2 separate regions of the Hordeum vulgare genome follow, and region 2 is linked to region 1. Evidence: chromatin contacts called from public Hi-C data. All regions are on one chromosome and are shown on one strand. The core of a region is the stretch at or near the end of the contact, and the rest is flanking DNA. Distances in the headings are between cores, read along the strand shown.

Region 1 (7,052 bases), core at 1,939-4,438:
TTTATTAAATTTTGTACGGCGACTCAACCGAATTGCTGGTAAATCAAATAATTGGAAGATCATAGTGCACGGAAGCATTTTATCTAATAAATGAAGGAAGCACGCCACTTGATTGGATGGTGATTTACTACAGATTATGAAGCACGGCTATAGTGTTTAAGCATGACTTCTGCAGAACGAAAATAAACTAACAACTATGAAGCATGGTTTGCAATGCTTGAAGCAGAAGTATTGATGGTTTACTGAGGGAAATTAATGGCAAGCATCACCATAGAGAAATTGTTTACATGTGGAAAATAGTTCATGAAAAGTACATGCCGTGCGTGTTTCATGGAGCAGTTTTATTTGACTAGCAGTTAAAAGGCTAGCGCTGGTGGATCATGGATGATACGGCACTGGACTGATCTGATGGATAGTCTACTATCAGTAGTCTCCCCTTTTTCTTTATAAAGACACGTTTTAATGCGTTTGTTTACTACTCATTATAATCCATAGTCCATATTATTTTTTAATTTCATAGTTCATATTAATTTTTTAATATGTTTGTTCGCTCATTTTCTTCACTCACTCATTTTAGTCCATAGTTCATACTTCCTCAGTCTTAGTTTACAAGTCTGACATATGTTTTATAAGTCCGGCATATGTATCTAAATTATCAATTTGATCAACTTAACGAAAGACAAATATATCATTAGAAACTTAGATACTTTATTTTTTAATGATATAATTTTTATGTTAAACAATATATTTTATATATGTTAAATTATCTATGTACACGTGCATGCCTTCTAAAAGTATGAAGAAGGAACTATGACGGAGGAAGTACTAAAAATTTAATGTGTTTATTCATTCACTCATTTCAGTCCTTTCAATCCGTACGTAGTCCATGTTAAAATATCCAAAACATCTTATGGCTGAACTAAGGAGTACTTCATTCATTGTCATTCGACCACTTTCTCGGGCTCCTCCAGGCATAAGTGGAATTAAAACCTGAACGCTATACAACAATTTTTTCGAATGCAGAAAGGATCTACTCATATGCAATTACAACGCAGCCAAATGGAATTCAGCAGAATGGAGAGAAAGAATTACAACGCAGCGAAACGATTCACCGGAGTACCAAATAGCGGACATGTTCCAATAGTACAACGCCACCACTAATGTTTATGTTTGCCGACAGATCCCAGCAGGATATAAACGACACTACTCCAGCTCCACCACGTTCCCCGACTCCTTACGGAAGAATGTCCTGACTACGCCTGAGACAAGCTGGCACGGATGTTTCTTCCCGACATGCACCCGGACTCCCGGCAAACCACGATAAATGGCTTGCTGCTAGGGTTTTCAGTCCAAGAGAGTAAGGGGGCTAACCTTAAGCAGCATCACTGTGCAGGATCGCCGTCGGCTTCTCCAGCATCTTGCTCAGAACCAGCAGATGCCTGTGTGGACATTGCCAAGTCATCAGTTTCCTCATTGTCGGTAGTAGCAGCCTCAGCATCACCATTGCCGCTTGACCCTCGTGCTCGGGAGGCTTCACCACGAGGCTCCCCAACTAGAAGAATTGTTCTTGATCGACGACCTGGGATTTCCCCGTCTGTGTAGTGGAGGATGGACCTGCCTGACCGCACAATGAAGACCATTGTTATGGACGTGGCGAGTAAGGATCTCTCACTGATGCCGTCTTCACCTTCACTGGCTCCAACCCCATCATCTCTGCCACTGATTCCCGAACGCAGCATGCTGAACAAATCTCCAAGATCACGCTGCTGCTCCATCCTATGCCAGTCTTGCTGTCGATTGGGGTCCACCTCTGTTGGTCGTATAGCAGGATGATCCTCCCTGGCGTGCATCCTCAGCTGGTTGTACGCACCCTTGAACTCACATGACTCCATGGTGCATGCTCGAACCTTAGAATTCATGAACTTCCGTGCATCATAATCCTTGGTCCAATGGCTGACCGGCCCACGACATAATGGACATGCCAGTTTAACTGGCTGCTGGCACTCCGCGCATTCTGCTGCCCCTGAATCCTTAGATGACTCCTTGGAGGCTTTGCGGAACTGATCGAGGCAATTGGAGTGTCTGTAGCTTGTGTCGCAAATGAATGGGCGGCAGCCTTTCTCATGTGACGAGCAGACAAGCATAACAGCATTGTGAGGGTGGTCCATGCACACAGGGCAGCGAACCTCCTCCCATTCTGCAGCCTGCTTTGCTGCTGCAGCGGCGGCAACGGCAGCAGCCTCCTCTGACCTGCGAGAGCCACTCCGCAGCTTGTATGGAGAAACACGAGATCGGCAGCGCTCGTGCGAGACTGAACGGGAGCTCCTGTCCTTTGGCATAGCTACCTCAAGTCAGTCAGATGCAAGTTGTTGTTGGTTTGTTTGAAAATTCTCTGCAATCCAAAGGAAAGGGCTACACAGACAACAAGACAGACGCTAGGTTGATTTCTTATATCCAACTTCAAATTTCTGAAACAGAATAACATCCAAGAAGCAAGAGTTTAATCAGGTCGCAAGCAGCACATTCTAGCAGGCCACACATATGTACAACAAGGGATTACGCTGTTATTAACAAGAAGGCGATTAATCTTCACAGAGAAACAATTCACAAGTCTGGCCCCTGATCCGAAACAAAATAAACTTAACCCATCTGGAAATGAACACCTCCCAATAAGAAACCAAACAAACTTTACTAGACATCGCCTAAAAATCAGGAGATTTTTTAGCGATCGGCACAGGCCTAGCAGAAGTCTTGTTCATCGCGTATTTGGAGGACTGCATCTAGGAAGAATATCAACAATCCGGCCCAAAAAAGCAGACAAACCAAAATACAGCGGCAGACCACTACCCTCGATCGATCCGCTCGAGAAGCGAACGCGTCGAACAAATTCTTCCACGGAACGCGCGCAGAGACCTGGTCCGCAAGATCCGCCGCGAGAGGCGGCCGAATCGGGCGGGGTCAACGGCGGAGCGGGCCAGATCGGCGCCGGCGAAACCGAGCAGCGACGGTGAGGTGGAAGCGGGAGGGAGGAAGCTTTACCGTGCCGGGCAGTCAGGGGTAACAGCGAACCGCGTCCGTGGCCGCCGGAGACCCTCGGCGGCGGCGCCGAGACCTAGGAGGGTAGCGGCGAGGAGACGCTAAGGTAGGGGAGGAGGGGAAGGGAAAGGAGAAAGAAACGAGAGTGTGATGGGCAAGTCGGCTTTGCTACGTCTTTATAGGTGGGTCGTCTGACGTGGACAGTGACGTGGTTGGCCGAGGCTCGCTCGCACCCTCGCGATGGCTCCACCACGTCGGCCAGCGCGGCCGCCTTCCGTGATCCGACCTCACTGTTCGCCGACCGACCCCGCGTCTGCCAAGTGGTCCCTACCTGCCGGTGTTGCGCTAGCGTCGGTAGATCGAGGGCCCCTCCACCATAGACTCGGTGGGTTGTCAGCGAGAATGATGCGTAGGGCCCACCACTGCAGCCGCGGTTCATGTGTGAAGAGAAAAGAATGGTTAAAGTGAATGGGGTGATTTCATTGGTAGTGACTGCATGTATTTATATGTCCTGAACAGTCGTGACTACATGTCGGTTACAATAGCTGCGTCGTTTGGAAAAGGCACGACGACAATTGAGAGACACACGTATGGACAAAGCCAATATCCTAACTGCTAAATAGAATATTCCAAGGAATATGCTAATTGCCTAATTAGCCTAAATCTAAAGATATTTTATTCCTAACACTCCTCCTTGGACAACGCTGTTATTAATCTTCATTGTCTTGAGTGCTGAAAAATCTTGCATTTTCTTGATTGTCTTGATCTTGTAACTTCGAGAATCCTTGATCTTATATTGTCTATGTTTTTCAAAAAAAATCCTGTGAAAATATAAAGAAAACAAATAGAATTTGATATATACTTTTAGAATAATTAGTTATCTCATTCAAAATTACATGAGAAACCCGTTGGAGAGCTTATAAGTTTATTTCTAGGAAATTTCTTCCCCTGAATTTTGCAAACTTCGTAGTCGTCTCATACCAATGCCATGAATGCATTTTTCAAATGATGTTGTTCGTAAAGACTTAGTGAACAAATCTGCAAGATTGTCACAAGATTTTATTTGCAAAATATTAATTTTTCCATCTTTCTGTAACTGGTGAGGGAAAAATAGTTTTGGCGAGATGTGTTTTGTGATATTACTTTTAATATATCCCATATGCATTTGAGAAACACATGCAGCATTATCTTCATAGATAATAGTAGGTGATTCTAATGAACCGATACCACATGATGTCTGAATATGATTTATCATTTTGCGGAGCCATACACATTCTCGTGAAGCTTCAAATGATCCAATTATTTCAGAATGATTAGTGGAAGTTGCTACCAATGTATGTTTTGTTGACTTCCATGAAATAGCAGTTCCACCATATAAAAATACAAACCCTGTTTGTGACCTGGCATTATGGGGTCGGAAAGATATCCAGCGTCAGTATAACCAATCAGGGTCATGTCTTGATTTTTCTGATAGAATAAACCAAGATCTTTAGTACCTTGTAAATATCTGAAGATATTCTTTACTCCCGTCCAATGACGTTTTGTTGGATTTGCACTATGTCGAGCCAGTAAATTTACTACAAAGGCAATGTCTGGTCTAGTACAATTTGCAAGGTACATTAGTGCCCCTATGGCACTGAGGTATGGAAACTCGGGTCCCAATACCTCCTCGTTATCATCCCTAGGTCTAAAAGGATCCTTATTCATATCAAGGGACCGGACGACCATAGGTGTTTTAGACGGATATGATTTATCCATGTTAATTTTTTCCAAAATTTTCTGAATATAAGCGGGTTGATAAACAAGTATTCCTGAGGGGAAATGCTCAAGTTGTAAACCTAAGCAGAATTTGGTTTTCTCCAAATCTTTCATCTCAAACTCCGTCATTAAATGATTGCGTGCTACAGATATATCTGTTGCGTTGCCAATGATGTTGAGATCATCAACATATACTGAGATGATGCAAAATCCATTTGAGGATTTCTTTATAAATACGCATGGGCAATCATTGTTATTCGAGTATCCTTTACTGAGAAGGAACTCACTAAGTCGGTTATACCACATTTTTCCCGACTGCTTCAAGCCATAGAGTGACTTTTGTAGTTTTACACAATACATGTTGCGATTTATATTAGGATTCGGAATTTTAAGTCCATCAGGGACTTTCATATAAATTTCTGTATCAAGTGACCCATATAGATAAGCGGTCACTACATCCATTAACTACATTGATAGATTCATTTGTATTGCCAAAGATATTAAGTATCAAATGTAATTCCACTCATTACAGGAGAATATGTATCGTCGTAGTCGATACCGGGTCTCTGCGTAAACCCTTGAGCAACTAGTCTCGCTTTATATCTCACCACCTCATTGTTTTCGTTCCTTTTTCGAACAAAAACCCATTTAGCTCCCATGGGGAAGACTTTATGAGGAGTAGGCTTTATTTTAGAAAATACCTCTCTTTTGTTAAGCGAGTGTAATTCTGCCTCAATTGCTTCCTTCCATTTAGGCCGATCCGAGCGCTTGAGGCACTCTTTAGATTTTGGCTCTGGATCCAGTTGAAGGGTTTCAGCAATTTTTGAGGAGAAATCTGTGTTGACAACTGTAGTGCTTCTACTGTATGTTTCTCCTGAATCAATATTGATGGGGTCATAGTCCTAGGGTAGGGTCATAGGCCTGCCCTCCATGTCCTACCCAAGGACTACCCCACACAAGGGACAGGACCTTAAGTATGCCCCGACTGAATTAAGGTGCCCCCATCATCCAGTCGGTAACAGGCTCAGAATCATCCAGTCGGAGACTAACATTCGGAGAGCACCGGGCCTACCGACTGGATACACTCGGTACGTCGTAACTTCTCTGGAGGGAAACTGCCGTACGTTTCCGGGTGCGTTTATTAGCATTTAGAGCATACGTTACAGGTTCAATCGCCACTACTCCACCCCTGAGTCAGAACCGTTGTGGAGGGCAGCGCACTCTATATAAGCCGCCCTCCCCCACTGGTCAAGGGGTTAGCAAATCTTTGTACTCCATATCACACTCGGTAACAAGCTCCGAGAGCACTGAGACGTAGGGCTGTTACCTCCACCGCAGAGGGGCCTGAACTCATACAACCTCGCCGTAGCTAGGACTCTGCCCGTCTCATTCGTACCCTACACATCTACTGTCAGGCTTATACCCACGACAAATATAATTTATGGATATTTCATTAATTTCTTCAGGCACCGTGTGATTTCCCATAACTACGGAGTCTGATTGTTTCGATATCCCAACATTATAATTTGCGTGCACATTTATGTTGGGTTCTAGATGTTGAACATCTATTTGGTGTCCATCAACTTGAAATTGATTTGCATTCACTATCATAGATTTTGATTTTCTATGTTTCCGCGGAGGCTTTAGAGAAGCCTTTTCACCTGTGACCAGATTTCTCCCCCTTTTATTTGTAATTGGGAGTTGAGTAGTTTTATTTGGTACCGCTACTCCTTCTGGTGCATTAACTGCGGGGATATAAGATTTAGTGACACCTTTGTGATCAGTAAATGCGTCTGGCGGGTTATTTGCCAAGTGTTGCAAATCTATAATTTTCTGAACTCTAGATTCAGATTCTTTTGTACGTGGATCTAAGGACTGAATGCCTCTAACATTCCAATCTATTTCCTGACATTCTTTGTGGTTTGTTTCTCCCCCTAATGCCGGGAAATGGTCCTCATCAAAAATTGAGTGAGCGTAGAACAGGTCCCCTGTTAGGGGTTCTAAATATTTTATAATTGACGAAGAATTATATCCCACATAGATTCCTAGTTTTCTATGAGGGCCCATAGATGCACGCTGCGGTGGTGATATCGGTACGTATACATCGCAACCGAATTTTCACAGGTGGGAAATACTTGGCTGATTGCCACGTACTATTTGAAACGGGGAAGTTTCATGATATGCAGTTGGTCTGACTTGCATCAGATCTGCAGCGTGTAAAACCGCATGTCCCCAACAAGAGGTTGGTAAATTGCAAT
Region 2 (7,052 bases), core at 2,394-4,893, 350 kb after region 1:
AATCTTTCGGAAAGCCGTGCCCGCGGTTATGTGGGAACACTGGTTCTAGATAACTTGAAGTTAACGTAATTAAAATATGCCAACTGTGTGCGTAACCGTGACTGTCTCTTTCGTGAGTTCTTTCTCCGATCGAGGACACGGTGGGGTTATGTCTGACGTAGGTAGGTGTTCAGGATCATTCATTTGATCATATGTAGTTGACGTCCGTTATGCGTAGATCTTCCCCCTCTAATTCTTGTACTCGTAAGTTTAGCCACCAAATATATGCTTAGCCGCTGCTGCAACCTCACCACTTAACCATACCTCACCCATTAAGCTTTGCTAGTCTTGATACCTTTGGAAATGAGATTGCTGAGTCCCATGTGGCTCATAGATTACTACAACACCAGTTGCAGGTACATGTAAAGGTTACTAGACGCGAGCGCATTGATTGTTCATTTGGAGTTGCTTCTTCTTCTTCTTCATCGATCTAGGATGGGTTCCAGGCCGGCAGCCTAGGATAGCAAGGATGGACGTCGTTCTTATTTTTCTCGTTTGTTTTCGTCCGTAGTCGGACCCTGCTCCTACTCTTGATGTTTATGTAATGTACTGATGTGACTCTGATGTAGCTTGTGGCGAGTGTAAGCCAACTCTGTATATATATCTCTTCTTTTCAGTACATGTACTTGTAACGATATCCATTCTTGTGACACAACGAGATGCGCTTCTATACCTGGCGAGGCCTTCGTGCCAAATTGACGATAGGGTCGCATCTTGGGCGTGACATGAAGCTGGCGCAGAGCACCTCAACGTCGAAGTCCTCGCCGAAGTAGCGAGGACCATCGTTGAGACGTAAGTCGCTAAAGAGAACGCTGAGGTTCTCCATAGCAGCGACGACGACGCTAGGAAGCGCCTCGTCATCAGAATCTTCGTCCGAATCCGCATGGCGGACGGGGACATCGATCATCATCGGTGTTGCCTCGTCGGAAGCTGGCTCCACGGGCATGCAGACCGATCCGGACGCGATGCATCCGGTGGCGTAGGTGCGGGGCCCCGCCTAGCGTGTAAAGCCAGCCGATGCCGCGATCGGCCCCACGATGGGCGCCAAATGTCGGTGAATACTCACAACATATGCCATAGGTAGGCTAAAGTCGGTGAGAACCGAAGGGACAAAGGAGGGCGCTGGGAACGAGGTTGGTACAAGCATGGAACGCACGATGTACCCAGGTTCAGGGCTCTCCGTAGAGATAAGACCCCTAGTCCTGCCGGAGTGTTTGATGTATATGGATGGATTACAATGTTGCTCCTAGAGCTGTGTTGGGAGGAGGAAGAGGGGAGCAGCCGGCTCGTCTCTGCCTCTCTCTATGTGGTTGGTGGATGTGAAGTGTTGTCTGACCGTCCCCCTGCATGAAGGGTGACCGGGGGGTTTTATAGACGAACCTGCCGGCCTACAATATGGATAATGGGTACAAGAGTGGGACCCGGCTGGCAGCGTCGCCGGCTGACCAGGGGCCCACGAGAGTCTTGTCTTGTCGCTTGAGGGGCCCGCCGGCTGCATGGTCTCGTTTGGCTGTGGGACTCGTCGGCTGGCCAATGAAGCTCTCGCGTAAGGTTGACGCCGAGCATGCGCTGTACATCGAGCGTCGTCCAGAGAGATTCGTCATGGGCAGATAGTACGACCGCCTCCACTGTTCCCCACGCCGAGTGCAGTAATGGAGTGGGAGTGTGACGGTCTGACACTATGCTAGGTGATGGATCAGAGCCGGGGTAGGTCAGCGACATGGCCGCCGACGCTCGTACCTGCCGGACACTCCGATCTAGTACCTTTGTTGACGCGTAGCTACCTTTAATCGTAAGGTCTCATCCCGACCTACGATCTGATGTGACTTGTGATCCCCGGCCGGCTAGCCTGCTTGGCTAGCCGGCTTGGGCTCGGCCACCTCGTTCCTAACCGGCTGGCTTGGCCAGGCTGGTCAGGAAGAGGTAGATGTCTTGACCCCAGCCGACAGGGGTTGCCTGACCGGCCAGAGAGTTGGCTACCTCGTCCTCCAGCCGGCAGGCGCAGCCTAGCCGGCCAGAAGACTTGGGCCTTGGGAAACTGTTGTTTGTTCATATCCTTTGGGCAGGAAATGAAGGAGCAGGCTTGATGAGCCTACCCCGGGGTTATCCCCCCGACAGCGAGCGACGAAAACGGAAAGAACCGACAACTACTAACGGATGAAAGTTGGAAAACTGGCGGCAACAGAGTGCCGATGCAATGCGGATGATGCGAATGGTGCGATGATGAATGGGACAACCAAACGAATTACACGACGAGAACGAAATATAAAGGGGAATCTTCTGGAGCGTTGGTCTCGGGCTATTACATTCACCCCCTCCCCTCTAGACATACTCTTCTCGATCCCATAGGCGCGACCTCATTGGTCTGATCCTTGGCGCCACCAGGGGTGTCATTGTTTCAAGAGTGTTATTGTTAGCATTATTGTGGCTGACATTGCCTCTATTTGTTCATTTACGACGCTTCCCACTTCGTTGGCGTTGGGGGGGGGGTCCTTCTTTTCTTGTCACTCGTCTTCTTTGGGGGTATCCACCATGTAGACGCCGTATGTGGAGGTTACCGCCCAATTACTAGTGTTGGATGGTGCAACACCAGGTTGGACACGTGTGTCTTCATCCATGTCGGTTGCCTCTTCTAAGGCGTAGTCCAGTACGTCGGTTAAGTCTTCTGCTGTAGCGACTAGGTGCGTGGCAGCTGGGTCGTATATTTCCCTATCTTCGGCTTTACATCCGATCCGATCATAGATTGAAGTTTGATCGTCCGAGATTCAAAAGCTCTAGATTCGGTCGAGCATCTCGTTTAAGAGCGTGAGATCCGTCGCGTCCATTGCTTGGTTATAGGCCAATCTGACTTGGAGCATGTTTGCCGAGGTTGAAACCTTGGTTTCACAACACGGATCAACCGAAATGGGGGTCTCGCCCGTCAAGGAGGTATCCAAACCCGAGCTCAAAGCCAGTTCTGAAGTAAGATGAGACTCGAAGTCCAAATTCAATATGATAGTCATCGGATCCATACTTGATGTTGGATCTAATGAGTGACCCGACAAGAGGTCTAGATCAAAGGTTGGTTCCAGGGTCAAGGCTATTTGTGTTGTAGAGTAGTCGGTTGCGGCGATAGCTAGGGCACGAGGAGTGGGTGGAGAACGGAAAAGGGTGGAACACAAGAGAAAGAGACGATGGTGTCGGTCGAAGCTAGGCTGACGAAGGCCGCATACCCTAAAGGATGTGATACACTCAAAGGTGGTCAGATTGGTCAGTCCACGTATGTCGACCCCATCGCCCGCGTGTCGGACCCCTGATGGGCCTGGCACAACACAATCGATTTATTTTATACAACTCATTAATAATCTGAATTAAAGGCCGAAAACAACCTCATAAAGCAAATTCTACTCGGATCGACATGCTTAACGTGCCATCATGGCGACACATATAATATAGGGCCGTGCCTAGGCCAGGAAGCTATGAGCGCGTGCCGGCCCGGCACAACCCGTATAGTTGTATAGCCCAGGCCATACCGGGCTGGCCCACCTTGCTAGGTTTGGATACGGTCTTGGGGGTCATGCCAGCACAGCGAGCAGCGAAGGCCCAACCTAGCGAAGTACCCACCGAAAGAAAAAAGCCCCATAAGCACTCAAACACATTCTTGTGGCTCCCAGGCTGAGCGTTTCTCCTTCCCAGCGCCCGCCGCCGTTCACGGCGCCGAGGTCTATGCGTAGTTCACCGGAGATAGAGCCACCACCAGAGGACAAGCCGATGAGTTCACCACCACCATTTCCTTCCGCACCACCTCTCCAAGAAACCCCCCAACCTACCACCGCAGATCCGCTGGAGCCAGCCCAATCTGATCACGCCGAGTCGACTCCACCGCCGCATCCAGGTGTCACCGCGACGCCTCCGGAAGCTTACGAATCTCTGGTGTCGGCGCCGGCACATATTGACGGGAAGAAGCTAGAGGCGGGCAGGCCGCCTTCGCTCCCGGCCTCACCTGCTCTCGAAGCCACCAAACTGGAGCAGCACGCTTCGCCTTTGCTGCTGCCAGCGGTCGAGGCTTGCCCCGAGGCAGCGACCACGGAGGCATCGCCTTCTCCCTCGCACAAAATCGTGGCGGCCTCGGTGGCGGAAACTACATCGCTGTCAACCCCATCTAGTCCTCCAGCTTCCACCGCAGGCGCCCTGTCGGACGAGTCACTCGCTGATTCGGCCGCAATGGTGTCCGAGGAAGCCGCCCGGCTACCCGCTGCGCTCGAATCGATGGATGCCAACCGGCTCACCGCTCCTGCACCGCCGACGCCACCATTGAAGAGTGGACCAGAGGGGTTGTTGCCACAACAGTATCGGCGACCACCTTGCTCCACGGTGCTTCCAGGGTGTGAAAATTTCGAGCACTCACAGCCGCCTTCTCCTCGCCCTCCCCAGGTTGAAGCTGCACATGGCTTGCCAGACGCTGCCCAGACCGATGCAATTGCACTGACCTCGGAAGAGCCTGGCGCGCCGTCAGCATGTAAGAGTGACGCTGAGGGGTCATTTGAAGTAGCAATGCATATACCACTTTCTTCCCCAACGGAGGCTGAATCCTGTTCGCCGGAGATGGCGCCTCCGGGGTTTGAGAAATTTAAATTTTCATGGCCGACACTATTCCCCCCCAACCTGTCAGTGCAAACTGCACACTCACTGCTAAATCCGTCTGCGCCTGAGGGGGTGGCTAATCCACTGCCTGTATTGGACACTATGGACACAAAGGCAGACGCTACACGTAACCTGCCACTGCCATCATTGGAGAATGCGGCAGAGGAGCCATTGCGGCAGCCACTGCTGAGTTCACCTTCTCCCATCACACAAGCTGAGCCCTGCTCACCAGATACGCCACCTCCTGGGTTTGAGAATTTTAAGTTGTCATGCCTGCTGCCACCCAATGAAAACACATATGCCTCGTCCGATGTGATTGCCACCAAGGCAGTGGTAGTGACACCTGAGGAAGCAGTGTTACCAGTGCCAGCATTGGAGGCAATAGATGTCGAGACAGACAGTGTGTGCAACTTGCTGCCACCATTGGAGAACAAGTTGGAGGGGTTATTGAAACAGCCATTGTTGAGATCAACTACTCCAGTTGCAGAGTCTGCTCCTTGTTCACCGGAGATTGCACCACCCGGGTTTGAGAGTTTTAGATTGTCATGGCAACCATTGTCCATGCCTCCGTCTGGGACTGCATATATCATGTCAGATGCTGCTGTGATGCCATTGGCCGTGACATTGGAGGAAGCAGCTGGATCACCACATGCATTGGAGGCAATGGATGTGGACATGCATACCATACATCCACTAATGGCACCTTTAGAGAGTGGAGTGGAAGGATCACTGCAAGAGCCGAAACCAAGACCACCTTCTCCTATTTTGCAAGATGTGCCCAATTCGCCAGATATGGCACCTCCAGGGTTTGAGAATTTCAAGTCATCACAGCTACTGCTACCATCTCCAGTCTTCTCACAGACTGCATACATCTTACACGATTCAGCCACCACTATAGCTGAATATGTGTCAGAGGAAGCAACTCAGCTATCGCCTACATTAGAAGCAATTGATGTGAAAACGGAGACATCACCGAAGACTGGAGCGGAGGGGTCATTACCACAACAACTGCACCGGCGGCCATCTCCTAAGGAGAATAGTACTGCTTGTTCACCAGAGATAGTGCCTTCAGGGCATGAGAACCTGCAGCCTTTGCCATATCCTGCTTTTCTTCCTCAAGCTCAGACCCCAGATGTGGTTGCCACTGGGGCAGTCATAGGGGCATTGGACCAAGTGCATCATCCAGCACCTGTACTGGGGACAATTGAAGAGGGCACAACACCCATTCTGTCATCACCGTCGAAGAGCGGGTTATTGCCACAGCTAGAGCCACAGATGAATTCTGTTACGACACATGCTGTGGACACCCCGGTGCATGTACCTGCCACAGATTGTGTTACTGTTAACTCAGAGGGAACAGTTCTGCTACCGCCAGCATCGCAGGCGATGGATGCAAACATGGACAGTGCAACTACAGTACTCCCGCGATTGGAGAATGGAGCAGAGGGGTCATTGCCCCAGCTAAGGCAGCAGTCATCTTCTCCAAATGTTCAGGCCGCTCCTTGTTCATTGGACGCGGTGGAACTTCTGCCACCACCACCACCCCCTTTCGTAAACAAAGGTTACTAATGTTCCATTTTATTATTCTTTGGCTGCATTTCATGTATATTACAAAATAACCGTATGTCTTAGCTAGTAATTAATGGTCATCTATGGAGTTCTTAGCAGTTATAATGATTGGATATGAGTGTTGCACAATTAAGGTATCAGTAGCATGAAGACATGAACATGATGAAAAGCTCCAAATTTATTATCGTATTTACTCGAAATGGTTACATGGTTGTGGATGTTTACATCCATGTCAACGAAATGGTGGGGTTTGGTTGCCTAGCCTCCTTAGGTACCTGATCTGATAACAATGTTCAAATTCAACAAGGAAAACCCAATCATAATATATTGTATATTTAAGAACAACAATAGACAGAAGAAATTGTGTTGCACACATGCACAATCCAGATTTATGTGCATTCATCTTACACGTAATATCCTGTGGGGACCCCGACTTACTAGTCGAGAATCGCCGTGCTCAGTGATCCCAGAGATCAATGCTCACCGAACATAGATACTGAATAAAGAGTCTTACATCCAAGTACCGATGATTACAACGCATGACCGAAGGGTCAAGTTCACAAGACAGGGCCTAAGGCCAAATCACACGAGTACACTAATAGCGGAAAACAAAGGGGCTAAGCGGGTGCCCATGCCATCAAGCCTACACCGACAGGCATTCTGATTCTGAAGCGTCCTAGTTCGCAGGGGTGTCTCCGAAGACGTACTCATCTCCAAACTCCGGTCCTTCCATGTCTGGTCAATAACATAACCAGTGGCAAGCCAATGAGTACTTTGAATGTACTCGCAAACAACCCATGATATAATCAACGAAAGTGAAG

What was found. A called contact is a pair of places that touch in the nucleus more often than the background predicts.
Region 2: a Hi-C map of seedling shows a contact between it and region 1, with 3 times the contacts expected there. The contact joins the promoter of LOC123443867 here to the promoter of LOC123443866 in region 1. A contact is called at or near these places in 2 of 6 Hi-C or Micro-C datasets (leaf and seedling) and 1 of 1 datasets of contacts at active chromatin or transcription factors (embryo).

What each region holds. Positions count from the first base shown.
Region 1 is chr3H:360,621,720-360,628,771 of MorexV3_pseudomolecules_assembly, forward strand. It overlaps LOC123443866, which reads right to left and starts at 3,189. Exons shown (of 2, transcript XM_045120403.1): 1 at 3,040-3,189; 2 at 824-2,468. The coding sequence starts at 2,339. The coding sequence ends at 1,383.
Region 2 is chr3H:360,969,175-360,976,226 of MorexV3_pseudomolecules_assembly, forward strand. LOC123443867 (proline-rich protein 36-like) reads left to right here and starts at 3,644. Exons shown (of 4, transcript XM_045120404.1): 1 at 3,644-6,223. The coding sequence starts at 3,745.